Linked DNA regions of Rattus norvegicus: region 1 is linked to region 2. Evidence: chromatin contacts called from public Hi-C data. All regions are on one chromosome and are shown on one strand. The core of a region is the stretch at or near the end of the contact, and the rest is flanking DNA. Distances in the headings are between cores, read along the strand shown. Region 1 holds the start of Tsc22d2 (TSC22 domain family, member 2). Region 2 holds the start of Pfn2 (profilin 2).

What was found. Hi-C and Micro-C count contacts between places; a contact is called where the count stands out from the background.
Region 1: a Hi-C map of mammary epithelial cells shows a contact between it and region 2, with 3 times the contacts expected there. The contact joins the promoter of Tsc22d2 here to the promoter of Pfn2 in region 2. A contact is called at or near these places in 3 of 12 Hi-C or Micro-C datasets (the A7r5 cell line, Schwann cells and mammary epithelial cells) and 1 of 1 datasets of contacts at active chromatin or transcription factors (oligodendrocytes).

Annotation. Positions count from the first base shown.
Region 1 is chr2:144,795,319-144,799,494 of GRCr8, forward strand. Tsc22d2 (TSC22 domain family, member 2) reads left to right here and starts at 1,722. Exons shown (of 4, transcript NM_001191960.1): 1 at 1,722-3,643. The coding sequence starts at 1,722.
Region 2 is chr2:144,220,718-144,225,128 of GRCr8, forward strand. Pfn2 (profilin 2) reads right to left here and starts at 2,219. Exons shown (of 3, transcript NM_030873.2): 1 at 1,958-2,219; 2 at 1. The coding sequence starts at 2,089. All of the region lies in intron 1 of Rpl12-ps2 (ribosomal protein L12, pseudogene 2), which reads right to left.

The sequences.
Region 1 (4,176 bases), core at 472-2,971, 570 kb after region 2:
GTCCTGGAAGAAAGAGGTATTTTATTGTGCATGATGCAAACCAAGTAACAACAAGGCCTTAGCACAATCAAAAGAGCTCCACTTATTTAACACCATAGGCTCTTCAACTTTGGAACCTATAAGCAGATTTCACGTTCAACGTCTCAAAAGTTAAATGAACTCTTGCAGGCTTGAATCACAGCAAATCCTGGGAAATTTGGAATATGTTACTAACTCCTAATCTTTTTCGAAACCCGACTTTACTCTGGGCAAGTAATCATCCCTAACGCTGTTGTTGAAAACAGAATTTCTGTCTGAAAGATCATCTTTCTAATTCAGTCTGGCTTGCTGTTCTGTGTTTGTCACCCTCGTTTCTCTTAAATCTCACTTCTCCGACTATCATATTTTCAGGGCTTTTTAACGCGACTCGCTTTCTCCAGACATACATCTCTTCTGCAGCTGGATCGCCCTACTTTTCTCCCCTATCACCCGGGTTCCACTAAGACTCTGTTAAACGTTAGACCCAGCACATGACCTCGGGTCATCCAGGATTTCCACACGCCGGCACTAAACCGTGCGACGTTCCAGGATTGCAAATAAAAACCGTCCTCTGGCGTCTCAACTCCTAATGAACCTGCAGCGTAAAATTTAAATTTGAAAAAATTTTAAATAAAGAACCCGCTCCCTTTTCTCTGCCCTTTGGCCCCGCCCACGAACCCCCCTCAAGCCTCCACGAGAAGCTGCAGGAAACCGGAGGGGGCGGGGCGGTGACGTCACGACGCCGACGCGTCACGGAACGGCGGCGGCTGCGGCGCTGGCGGTGGCTGCGGCAGCGGCGGCATTTTAGTCTGCGGCGGCAGCGGCTGCGGGGCTGCTGCTCCTCCCAGCATCCCTGGCGCGGCCATTTCAGCCCCATCTTGGCCGAGTGGAGGGAGCTGCAGCCGCTGCTTCAGCAGTTTGAATTTCAGTTTTTCCGGAGTCTACGAACCGGCCGCGCCGAGGAGAAGCGGAAGACGCCTCCACCGGTCCCCCTCACGCCGCCGAGCGCCTCCGCACGCTTGCCGTTCCTTCAGCCGCCGCCGCCCCTCACGCGCCTCAGAGCCGCGAGGAGGCCGGGCCCGCCGCAGCGGGTGGCTCCCTGAGGGAGGCCAGACTGCCGGCCTTCCCCGCCCCCGAGCGGGCTTCCGCCGCCACCGCCGGCATGGCCCCGGGACTGCGCTCGGGCTAGAGCCCGGGACGGAGGGCTGCCTCCCGCCGCGGACCTCCAGCCCCGTCAGGAAGCGCCGGTCCCGGCCTCGCCGCTCCGCCTTCTTCCTCCGCGTCGCCGCGCGGGAGCAGCCGCGGGACCCGGCCAAAAGAGCCCGAGCGGGGCAGAACCGCCCCTCACGCCGCCGCCGCCGCCTCCTGCGCCCTGCGCTCCACCCCCAGCCGGGCCTGCTGACCGCGCCGAGCGCCGGGCTGGACTGACCGCGGCGGCTGAGCTGTGCGAGCAGCCGGCCCGCCCCTGAACCACGCTCGGACCGTCACTGACGGGTTGAATTGAGGCACCACTGCCGCGGGAGGTGAGAAGGAAGGAGGAGGATGTCGCGCCTAGACGCCGGCGCCCAGAGCAGCCCGTGACTTGCGGCGTGGGCCGTAGACCCAGGCGCGAACTCGGACTTTGTCTTTGGGGGCCCGTGCTCGGCCCTTCTCGGTTTCCGGTGGGGTCCCAGAGGAGCCTCTGTCCTCCAGCCTTTTCCACCATGTCCAAGATGCCGGCCAAGAAGAAGAGCTGCTTCCAGATCACCAGTGTCACCACGGCCCAGGTGGCCACTAGCATCACCGAGGACACCGAGAGCCTGGACGACCCGGACGAGTCGCGCACGGAGGACGTGTCCTCCGAGATCTTCGACGTTTCTCGGGCCACGGATTACGGCCCAGAGGAGGTGTGCGAGCGCAGCTCCTCGGAAGAGACGCTCAACAATGTCGGGGATGCGGAAACTCCCGGGACTGTGTCCCCGAACCTCATCCTAGATGGGCAGCTGGCAGCCGCTTCAGCTGTGCCCGCCAACGGAGGCGGCGGCGTGCCGGCCCGGAGCGTGGCAGGGGCACTCTCCCAGACCCTGGCGGCGGTTGCCACTTCAGTGTCTGCTCCTGGGCCAAGTAGTGCAACTCCATCTCAGCCCCCTGCCACTTGTAGTTCCCGTTTCCGCGTGATCAAACTAGACCACGGGAGCGGAGAGCCGTATCGGCGCGGCCGATGGACGTGTATGGAATACTACGAGCGGGATTCAGATAGTAGCGTCCTCAGTAGGTCCGGGGATTGCATTAGACACAGCAATACTTTGGAGCAGACTGCAGAGCGGGACAGCGGCTTGGGCGCCACCGGAGGGTCGGTGGTGGTGGTGGTGGCCTCCATGCAGGGGGCGCACGGGCTGGACTCGGGAACTGACAGCTCCTTGACTGCTGTGTCACAGCTACCCCCGTCGGAGAAAATGAGCCAGCCCACTCTCGCCCAGCCGCAGAGTTTCAGCGTTGGGCAGCCACAGCCTCCACCGCCCGTAGGTGGGGCTGTGGCTCCAAGTTCGGTGTCGCTGCCGCTGTTCCCCGGAGCAGCGACCGGGTCGCAGCCAATGACGGCAGCCACTCAGCCAACTCAGCTCCAGGGAGCCGTAGCCGGCGGCGCCCTCCCCGGGCCTGTTGGCCAGGGGCTGCCGCCGCCGCCGAATGTCAACCTGGCACAGCCTGTGGCCCTGACAGCTCAGCCTGGCCCGGCGGTCGGCTCCTCGTTGTCACAGCAGTTCGCCTATCCCCAGCCTCCGATACCACCCGGGCATTTGTTGCCGGTCCAGCCATCGGGCCAGAGTGAGTACCTGCCGCCGCACGTGGCCCTGCAGCCACCAAGCCCTGCGCAGCCCTTGTCTACCAGCGCTAGCGCGACCTCTGCTTCAGCGGCCAGCTTTCCTCTGGGATCTGGCCAGAGCGTTTCTTCCTTGGGTGCCCAGATGATGGGCGCCTCTGCCCAGCCCAGTGAAGTCGTGGCCCCGGGTCCGGTTCCCGTGGGCCAGGCCGCTCCTTGTCAGCCGGCCGGAGTGGCCCCAGCTGCTATAGGAGGCGTGGTGCAGCCTGGCTCTGGGCTGACCGGGGTTGGGCAGCCCCAGTCCGTGCAGCCTCCGCCACATATGGGTGGCAGTGTTCAGCTGTCAGCCGTGCCTGGTGGTCCTCACACCGTGGTGCCCGGAGTTCCAAACGTGCCTGCAGCGGTACCCGTTCCAAGCGTGCCTGTTGTGCCCACCACTTCTGTTACTATGCCAAATGTACCCGCGCCTCTGGGCCAGTCTCAGCAGCTGAGCGGCCATACGCCAGTCAGCCGGAGCAGCAGCGTCATCCAGCAAGTTGGTCCACCCTTAGCGCAAGGCACACACAGTGCACCAACAAGTCTACCACAGTCTGATCTAAGCCAGTTTCAGACTCAGACCCAGTCTTTAGTCAGGCAAATTGACGATACTAGAAGAAAATCAGAACCCCTACCTCAAGCACCACTTTCTCTCATTGCTGAAAATAAGCCTGTTGTGAAGCCTCCAGTTGCAGATGCCCTGGCAAACCCTCTTCAATTAACACCTATGAACAGTCTGGCCACCTCTGTATTCAGCATAGCTATTCCTGTTGATGGTGATGAAGACAGGTAGGTAAATTTTTATTTTGAACATCTGGTAGAGTTGCTTGCCCAAATAGATGCAGTTTTGGGAGTGAGTTTGTTTGTTTCCACTTAAGGTCTTTATTTTTAAAACTTAAGTTTGGTAAAAATCAATTCAAAGTTTGGGAGTAAGGAGACAAAAGTCACGGGATTTTTGTTGTTGTTGTTTTGTTTTTGTTTTCTTTTTAAGAAATTAAATGGATAGTGGTTCAACGCCGTTGGTATATTTATTTCAGCTTAACAGTTTAAAGATGAGAGCTGGTATTGCCCCCACCCTTAGTAAGAGAGTCCCTTTCTAAGGTAGTAATTACTTTTGAGTGCTTATTGCAGTTTTGCCTGAGTTAGTTTTGAAACTCTTTAAGACAGAAAACCAGAGAGCCTTTTCCTGGGGGCAGGGAAGGAATGGAATAGAAGCAGTCTCCATCAGTGAATTGGGCAGACTGGAAAGAACGATAAAATGTGGTGAAGTCTAGCTTTGACTACCCCTAAGTCAGTCTTTAATAGAAGGGAGTCGTGAGAGT
Region 2 (4,411 bases), core at 969-3,468:
GCTGGCCACCCAAAACAAAGAAGAAAAAAATTACAGTTAATCAGAATTTGATACAACAAACTGTGTGCTGATGTAAATATCTTGATTGTTCTTGTTTTTATCATTACACGGTTACATGATTTACACATTAGTTTGCTTTTGCAGTGAGGTCTGCTAACTAAAAGCCAGAGTATAGCAACGGTACAAAGAGTCTCCCTAAACAGTTGGCAGTTGACACCGGCTACAAACTGAAATTGAGTTATTTATAAACTATATCAAGTCAGGTGCTACTTGAAGGTGCTTATGTAATTGTAAAGATTCAGCTATAAGCTCTTACAAAAGCTTGTCTGTCACATTCAGCCACATTAGTCATGTTGCATCAAAGTTAAAGTTGAGTGAAAGTCTACCCAGATAAACCTGCTCACTTCTCTGTTTCGAGCAGATTGAAATATCCCTGGCAGTGTGAGCCTCAAACACCACCTCCATCACTGTGGGGCATTTCCAAGTTCGTTTTTCCCTCCTATTTTTCTAGCCACTTTTTTCTCTCCAACTTGCCTTGCCCTTCCATTCAATAATCAGCTTTTCCTTCTGGACAAATGCAGTGTGGAGTCTGTCTACAGCACTGCAGTAACCAATAGTAAAATCAGAGAGAAAATGGAGGGGCATTGGTAAGGAAAGTGAGTTAGCCGGCAGAATAGAAAAGAGAATACGTTCATTCTAACATTCCATGAATAAGAAGGAAGGCGTCGCCCCCATCAGAACTGCAGAGTCATAGCAGGCCCCAGCCATTTCCAAGCATACTCCCGCAATCTTCTTAAGCCAGACAGCGGGAACTCACACACAAAGGCAAGACTGCAGAAAAAAAAAGTTAAATCACCAAATGTCAATTCGCTGTAGGAATTGTGATCTCTCACATGGGGACAGGAGATCTTAAAGCACTCCTATCATGGACTGAATCCACACTGATATATTAAACCATGTTAAGTAGTAAAATGCTGAGCACCTGTGATATGGGACTTGATTTTTCCTAGGTGATGGGAAGGGAGTGGGAGTGTGGAACTAAGAAATTAAGGGAATGGTCTTGTACTTGATACTGGTGCCAAAATTTTAAAGAAGAGCATTGCATAGAAACGAGCATAACAATAAGCAGTGCTGGAGGCTGATTGACGAATATACTCCAAACGTGTGGCAACCGAGTCAAATGCCATCAAGTCACATGAAGATGAGACAACGTGAAGCAGATATCGGTATTAGTTCTTTTACTACCATCACTAAAGAGGGAGTGACTTGAGAAGTGTCACCCCCCCCCAGCGACTCCCCAGATTTTTTTTTTAAATCACCCTTAAACCATCCCCTTTTTAGAGCTATGTTGCGTAACTGGGGATAACAGTATATCGATGAATCTCTATAGGTGGAGAAGAGAAATCAATGGCAGTTCGCCATCTTGGAGGAAAAAAAAAACTATAGAGCCACAGCTGAAGTAGATTCACGATTCCACCTACGTGGTCCGCGTACCTTTCTCTCCAGCCTAGGAGGCCTGGACACCCGCAAGCCTACGCAAAGTCACTCCATTAATTCCCGGGACCCGGCCACCGCCGCCACCCACATCCCGCGCACACTGCCGAGCCAGGGCCAGCCTGCTGCCTAGGACCTCCCGCCCACACCCGGGGACCTGCACTGCAGCCCGCCGGGCTCCCCGAACGCTGAGGGGCCTCCCGGGGTGACGTCCCCTCCTCCACCCTGGCAGCCGCAAGCCGGGGCGCCGCCGGGGCGAAGAGTCCGGCCGCCCCGCCCCCGCGCGGCCTCGGGCAGCATCCCCAGGCTCAGCGGCTGGCACGGGGGCCCCCCCGGCTGCATGCCCTTCCTCAGCCGGCGGTACCCTATCCTTCAGCCCCGGCCTCATCCCCTTCCTCGCGGGCGGGCGTCCCCTTCCTCAGGCCCGCCGCACACCTGCCGGCTCGGCGCCCCCGGGCCTCACCGTGATGCTCTGGAAGACGCCCCCGGCCGTGGCTGCCCAGACGTATTTGGCGTCGCAGTAGCCGACAATGGCGGCCTCCTGGCAGCAGCCATCGCACATCAGGTTATCCACGTAGCTCTGCCAACCGGCCATCTTCGAGCCCTTCGCACTGCAGCGGGGACGGCAGGAGCAGAGGCGCAGCAGCAGCGGCGGCGGCGGCGGCGGTGGAGGCGGGGCGGGGGCGGGGAGGAGGCGGCTCTGCGCAGGCACCGACCGCCCCTCTCCGGGGAACTGCGGCGGGCGGGGACAGGACCCGCAGCGGGGAGCGCCGGGCGGCCGCGGCCGCGGGGCTCAGGGGCCAGCGGCTGAGCGACGCTTGCAGCGGGGCTGGCGACGGCCGACTCACACCGCAGCTCCCTCGGCTCTCCGCGGCCAGCGGGACGTGTACGCGCGTGCGTGCGATCCTTCCGCAGCGCAGCCGGCGAGGGTCCCGGGGAGGGCGGGAGAGCTGAGGCGGGGGCGCGGAGGGATACCGCCGGGGACAATCACGGCCCACACGTGCGGCAGGCGAGCGGGAGCAGGGCTGGGGCGCGGCGGCGGAGGCTTCACCGCAGGCTATGAGGCGAGGCAGCTTGAGTGGGCGCCGTAGGGTGCCAGAGCTCTGGGTGCACGGCGGCCGCGGTGCTCACTCCTCAAGTGCCAGCCCTGGACGCGGTATTTATTGACAGCACCGGTGTCGGGTGGCAGGGTTGCCCTGGTGACGGGATGCAGACGAGGGTTTACTCTTTGTAGTGGGAGCGGCCAGTGCGGGTTGCCCACACTTGGGGAGGTGTCTCTTGAAAGACCTTGGCCAGCTGCGCCTCGCACGCTCCTGAAATCAGAGCAGTGGCAACGGAGCAGCGCAGCTCTTTGTTGCCTCCTTTGAGTACGAGGAACTCCAGGTTCAGTGGAGCTTTTGCCCTGAACGCAGTGCTGCTAATCACACATGGGGCTCAACGGTCCAGAAATTCTAACTAAAAAAAGCAAAGCAAAGCAAAACAAAAAAACCAGACCCTATGCGTACTTGGTAACTGGAAAAGTTACTGTGCGTTAAATACATCCACGAAATACAAAGAATAGTCGAGCTAGAAAAGATTCATTGAACTAGACCAGTGGTTCTCAAACTTCCTAATGCTGAGCGTGACCCCTTAACACAGTTACCTATGTTGTGCTAACCCCCCAACCATAAATTATTTTGTTGCTATTTCATAACTGTAAATTTGCTAGTTATGAATCATAATGTAAATATCTGATATGTGCCCCCAAAGGGTTTGAGGCCCACAGGTTGAGACCCACTGTACTAAATGGTGAAAATAATTCAGAATCTACATCCGAGGAAGACTTGTATATGACAGGGTGGGAAATGGTTTAAGAGTCTCCGAACATTCTCCTACATCTTTATTAACTTTATGTGCTGGGTCTAGACTCAGCATCAGATGTTCCCCAACGATGACCAGTTTGAGGTGACAAACCCGACCTGCTTATTAAGGGAAAGAAAGCTCCAGTAGATTGCAAACTATCATCAAGTTTAAAGTTGTGGAGCACACTGACAATTTTATAATAGCATCACTGAACTTTTATTTATTATTTATTTATTGGGCTTTAAAAAAAATAATGTCTTAGAGTTCTGATCGCTATGAAGAGACACTGTGACCACAGCAACTCTTATAAAAGAAAGCATTTAATTGGGGCCTGGCTTACAGTTCCAGAGGTTTAGTCCATTCTCATCATGCCTGGAAGTATGCAGTCTGGCATGATATGGAGAAATAGCTGAGAGTTCTATGTCTGGATCCCAAAGTAGCAGGAAGAGAGCATCACTGGTTTTGAATTGGACTTTGGAAACCTCAAAGCCCACCCACAGTACCACACTTCCTCCAACAAGGCCACACCTACTAATCCTTCCCAAGTAGTGTCACTCCCTGATGACTATCCATTCAAATATATGAGCCTTTGGGGGCCATTCTCATTCAAGCCACCTCGAGTAGGACCAACAACAGAGTAGTCAACTGTCAAGTAGAGATTATTTGTCCTCATGTTTGGAAGATAGAGAATTCTCCTTATAAAGGAATCCATCCACTTCTGCCATTGTGTCCTCACCTGATTTAATCTCCCTCACTCTTTCCTATTTCTTATTCTGCCTTTTTTGCCACAACCATTTTAATTCTTACTTCTTAACTTTTATTATCACCTTAAAAACTAAAGATGGGGGGAGAAATGGTTCAGAGGTTAGGACTGGATACTCCTCTACAGGTACCAGGTTCAATTATCAGCACCCACGTGGCAGCTCACAACTGTAACTCCAGTTCCAGGGGATCTGTGGCACCAAGCATGCAGGTAGTATACATATATATGCATGCAAGTAAGATACCAAGATACACAAAATAAATCTTTTTTAAGCAATTAAAGATGGGGCAGGGTGTGGTGTCACATATCTTT